Regions from separate parts of the Sus scrofa genome. Here region 1 is linked to region 2. A link is a contact called in public Hi-C data. All regions are on one chromosome and are shown on one strand. The core of a region is the stretch at or near the end of the contact, and the rest is flanking DNA. Distances in the headings are between cores, read along the strand shown.

What was found. Hi-C and Micro-C count contacts between places; a contact is called where the count stands out from the background.
Region 1: a Hi-C map of liver shows a contact between it and region 2, with 2.9 times the contacts expected there. The contact joins the promoter of SRPRB here to the promoter of TF in region 2. A contact is called at or near these places in 1 of 5 promoter capture datasets (liver) and 2 of 47 Hi-C or Micro-C datasets (embryonic fibroblasts and liver).

Annotation. Positions count from the first base shown.
Region 1 is chr13:74,974,650-74,977,349 of Sscrofa11.1, reverse strand. It overlaps SRPRB (signal recognition particle receptor subunit beta), which reads right to left and starts at 1,320. Exons shown (of 7, transcript XM_021069470.1): 1 at 1,105-1,320; 2 at 405-499. The coding sequence starts at 1,258.
Region 2 is chr13:74,861,160-74,863,859 of Sscrofa11.1, reverse strand. TF (transferrin) reads right to left here and starts at 1,287. Exons shown (of 17, transcript NM_213847.2): 1 at 1,214-1,287. The coding sequence starts at 1,256.

The DNA.
Region 1 (2,700 bases), core at 71-2,570, 110 kb before region 2:
AGTATTAATGAAAAGAAGCCTAAGTGGCCCAATATGTGGAAGGAGAATCACGCTTTTAAAAAGTTCCTTTGACAAATTCTCAAAAGAGTTTGTTACACAATGAATTATACACTGTAATCTCTTCAGCTGTCCTGGCATCCTTAGCCATGGCATGAAAGTAGTTAGTATATAAAACCCTTAAATGGGATAAGGGCTAAATGTCAGTATCTGGCAAGTGCAAGAGAAAAGAAATGGTAGAGAAATCCCAGGTTATTTTGAGTTTTTCAAGAGTCTTTTCATTTTCCCAAAGGAGTCAAGAATTAACTCCCCAGCTGTCAGCATCAGCTCAGTAAACCTCACAGGAATAATGGGATGCCCTAAGTTTTCCTATCAAGTTTAAGAAAGGTGAAAATCAAAGCATTTACTCTGACAAAGAGCAATGTTTTCCCGGAGTCACAAAGGCCAACAAGAAGAACCGCCCTTTGACTGCTCCTTCTGCTCCGGATGAACTTCCAGAACACTGTGGAATAGAAAAAAAGAACCAAAATTACGCCTTGATTACGCGTGTGTGATTGGGTTGGGGAAAATTAAGAGAAGTCTACCACAGAACACCTCATTCACCTGGAGTTTACTCTGTTATTACCACCATTATAATCATTATTTTAGTAACTCTGCTGAGCGCCTGCGACTATTAACTGTCAACTTTTCTGTATCTGCACCCCCTACCTCGACTGCATACTCTTCAAATGCAATCCGGCTTTATTAACCCTGTATCGCTGGCTTCTAGCTCAAACACAGGATGCTCAAACTTGGAGAGAAGACCCTTTGAGTCTTGGCAACAAGAGCAATGGAAGTGGGGAGAACCGCGTGCCTAGGCAAAACAGGGTCTAGTAACCCATGCCCGAGGACTGAAACTTGACTCCTGGGGTCGCGGGAAATCCTCTTTAACGTAGCGCTACTCACGCTGCTTCAGGCAGAAAAGCAGGGAGTTGTATCGAGTGAGTCTTCCTCTCTAGACGCCCCCCAGGTGGCACCGCCACACCGCGTCCGCGGTCGGCACAGCCCAGTCCAAGATCGGATCCCCGCCTGCCCTGCACCCACCTAATCCACCAGCCCCCTCTTTACCTAGCGTCAGCAGCACCGCGACGAGCGCCACCACGACTGACAGCAGCGTCGGGTCCCTCTGCTGTAGCTCCTGCCGCAAGGAGTCCAGGTAGGGATGGAAGGCGCCCCCCATACTGCCGCCATTCCCCATCCGCCGGGAGTCTGCAGAAGCCATGTCTGAGTACTTACACCCGGCACTGCAAAAGCGACGTGGCCCTAGGCTCTGCGCAGGCGTGCGAAGCGGAGCATCACGGGAGTGGTAGTTCCTATGTTGTATTTCCTCTTTCCGAGTCCGGGATCCTGAAGGTCCTGATGGGAGTTGTAGTTCTCTGGGACAGTGTGTTCCCACGGAGAGATGGGCAGTCAGCCGAGGTTTGTGTGACATGTTCATCCTTTAAGATGAGTCAGATGTCTCTGCTGTCTCCATGACCGTGGACAAAATGATGGGAGAATAAAATAAATGCTCAAGAAATCTCCCTTCGTGAAACTTGTGAGGAACTCAAGCGTTTCACAAACATTTCATCGGAAAGTAATGTGGCATGAAGTGTGACAGAGGATGTAAGGCGTGGAATGGGAAGGCAGAAAGGGTCGCTTAGTCCACCTGGGTTCAGGGGAAAGCTCCTGGAGGAAAATGATAGGAACTGAGTTAGGCTCTTCAGGCATAACAGAAGAAAGGTTGCTCTGTGCAGAAGAAAATGAGCAATTCATTGTCCGTACATTGTAAATTGAAAGCTACAACTGAGATAAATACATCAAGGGAAGCAGCCAGGAAAGTCAATGGGAGGGGCAAGGGCCATTAAAAACTTATTCCTGGAGTTCCTGTCGTGGTTCAGCGGTAACAAACCCGACTGGGTACCATGAGGACTCGGGTTCGATTCCTGGCCTCTTTTATTGGGTTAAAGGATCCGGCGTTGCCGTGACCTGTGGTGTAGGTCGCTGATGCCGCTCGGATCTGGTGTGCCTGTGGCTGTGGCTAGGCCAGCAGCTACAGCTCCGATTAGATCCCTAGCCTGGGAACTTCATATGCTGCAGGTGTGGCCCTAAAAAGACAACAGCAACAAATACTGTCACTCCTACCCTAAAGTGGCAGCCACCACTCTTCAGGCAAGAATGTGGGACCAGTGTGGCCAACTCTTGAGTTTTTCAAGAGATGCCAGAAAGACAAGTTCTTAAGGTAAATTTCCCACTTTTCAAATTATAGTAAGTAATAAAAACTTGTGATACCTCATTGCATCAGATGTGGCTGGCTTAGGGACTGCTAGCTTGCAGTCTCTGTCATCAAGCAGGTGTCGTTTCAGCAGAAGTGAGAGGAGATGAAGCAGGAAATGCTGGCAAAAACCAGACCTGAAGGGACTGTGTGCTATGCTGAGGAACCTAGACTTTAGCCAGAATGCAAAAGGAAGTGTCACTGAGAATGAAATAGATGATTGGCATATCAATGGTGAGCTACGGTTTGAGACAGAAAAGTCTGGAGGCAGGGAGACCAGCTAGTAGCTATTGTAGTGTTTTAGCAAACAATGCACAGGGTCTGAACCAAAGGCAGAGGAAAGGAGGGCACAGATATTTAGAAGGCAAATGTATAGGATTTGGTGATTAATTGGATATGCTGAGTTAAGG
Region 2 (2,700 bases), core at 38-2,537:
TTCTTGTGGCCAGCCACAGTTAGACCACAACTGTAGGGTCCTTGCCAGCCTTCCCCAGACCCGGCAGAGCTCCCTCTGTGGCCCTAGGTGGGCAGCACTGGGTTATCCCTCCCTGCACGATAGATACCCCACCTTGGAAATGATTTAAGACAGCCTGAGACCTGACTGAACCAGGGCTGGATAGAACCCAGCTGTAGAATCAAGGAATGAGGGGATCTCCACCTGCATGAGCACAGTGGCTTTCCACCATGACCTTCCTTACAGTTACCCAGCCATAAGCCCTGCCACCCCAACACAGAAAGGGGACCCCAATATTTACGTGCGGATTTTTTCCAGTGATAACTCACCTGTGCCCTTGGGCACAGCAACTGTGTGTTGTGAAAAGGAAATTAGTTCAGAGAAGGCACTGGACCACCCAGAGTCCCGTGGAACTGAGTGGTGGGTGGATCCCATTCTAGGGTGGTTGTTTCCCCCCTATATTCCTCCTCCTCCTCCCTGGTGCGTGGTACAAATGGAAGCTGGCATCATACAGTTCAGAGCAGGAACAATCCTTCTAGCTAGATATCTGACATGACAAGCTTACCTGACGCGTGCCCCTCTCCCTCTTAGTTGTGAGCCCTGGGAAAAATCCCTTCTCTCTGCTGACCATTTCCCTCACTGTAAACAGGATTAACACCCTCCAGGCCAGAGGTTATGAACTTTTTCTGTAAAGCTAGTCAGTTACTAGCTTTGTAGGCCCTACACTCTCTGTGGCAACTATGCACCTCTGCCCTTAAAGCCTGGAAGCAGCCATGGACGATACTGACCTGCATGAGCAGGATCGCGTTCCAATGAAATTACATTCATGGATGTTGACATTTGAATTTCATGTAAGTCTCTCGTGTCAAAACTATTCTTTTTATTTTCTTTCACCCATGGAAAAATGTAGCTCAACTCAGCTGTTTATCAGACGGGGCTGGCGGACTTGGCTGGCGGGTGATGGTTTGTGAACCCCTGCCCGGTGCTGGAGGGTTTCTGCAAGGGTGAAAGTTGTCAGGTGCACGGATGTACCACTACCAGCGAGTGGGAGGCAGTTCGGAGTCAACCAGACGCCGCGCTGCTTTGAAGCCGCTTAGACCAGGCAGCGCAGTGTCGCTCGGGAGCTGACTCTCGGCTGGCACCCGGTCCCTACCCTAGAGGGCCAGCCCCCACCCGGCTCCCAGTGCTCACTCACCCAGGGACCCCGCGCACAGCAAGACGCAGAAAGCGAGCCTCATTCTGTGAAGCGGCGCGCGACACCGACCCGGCTCCCCTGGACTCTGCCAGCTGTTACTTGCCCGAGAGGGGGCGGATCCGCCTCCTCCAAAAGGTTCGCCCTTCCGGGCTGATTGCGCTCGCCACACCCCTACACCTTGCCCGAGAGCCTCCACTGCACCCTCTGCCTCGGGCCGGGGACTGCGAGGCTGGATCTCCGCTCGCGGGCTAAGGGTCCGCAACCCGGAGGTACGAGCCCCTGCAACCTCGGAGCCCGAAGTAATGACCGCCTTACGCCGCAGAGAGAGAAACTGAGGCCCAAGACGAGAGTGACTGCCTGGGTCCCAGGTTAGCTACTCGAATGCAGGTTCCCTGACCCCCAGACCGTCGTGTAGACAAACAGCTCTTAGATGCTTTGAACACAGACTCCTTGGGACTGAGGGTCGGTCCAGGAGGTAAAAACTGTGGACCCGTCCCCCAGGAAAGAATGCGCACGCGTATACACAATGTAGTGAACACAATCTTCAGGGATCCTAGGACTACTCCGAAGCGTCTCGGTAGCCCTCTCCAGGGCCCTCCCAGAAGCTCTGCAGCACTCCTTCCCCGTGACGCGGTCCCTGGCAACCCTCTTCTGAAGCTTGAGGTCGGGTGGTGAAGCGCTGAACCCAGGAAGTGCTCCTTCTACTCGCCCCTGCACCCTGCAGCCCTATCCTCCTATAATCTGTGACCTCTATCTGGGGGAAGTCTTTCAAATTTAGATAGAGTCTTACATGCATACATACAACTTCACATATTCTGACTATTCTTACTTATGAATTATCACCAAGTGGGCACATCCTTATAACCAGCATTCACATCTAGAAACAGGCGGTTGGAGTTCCTCTGTGGCACAGCCTATTGAGGATATCCTGTTGTCACTGAAGTGGCTCTGGCCACATCATATCCATTATCTTGATTTCCAGCAACAGTAGACTAATTTTGCTGATTGTTTAACTTTATAGGGATGGAATCTTATAGTATGTACAATGTTGCATCTGGTTTCTTTTACTTAAGGTTGTATTTGTAAGGTGCATCTATGTTGTTGTGCATCGTTGCCCTTCCAGGGATTTGGGTATTGTGTATGACCCCAAATTGTGTATGCAGGGCCCACTGTTTATCTTTCCTGTTAATGATGGAAGTTTCAAGTTTGGGCTGTTGTAAATAGTGAATGCTGGAGTTCTGTTGTGCTGCATCAGGTTAAGGAGCTGGCATTGTCACTGCAGTGGCTTAGATCGCTGTCAGTCTTATCATTTTAGCCCACCATTACTCTTTATTCTGCCCCCTCTTCTCGTGCAAAGGGTGAATGTTTGCTAAGGAAATGAAATGTTGTTCGTTTCAGCTCCTACCAAGACTATGGAAAGTTCTTCCCTCTGCAGAAACTAACTCTGCCTTCCACTGAGGCCAGAGACAGTCCTGAGGGAGTGGGAA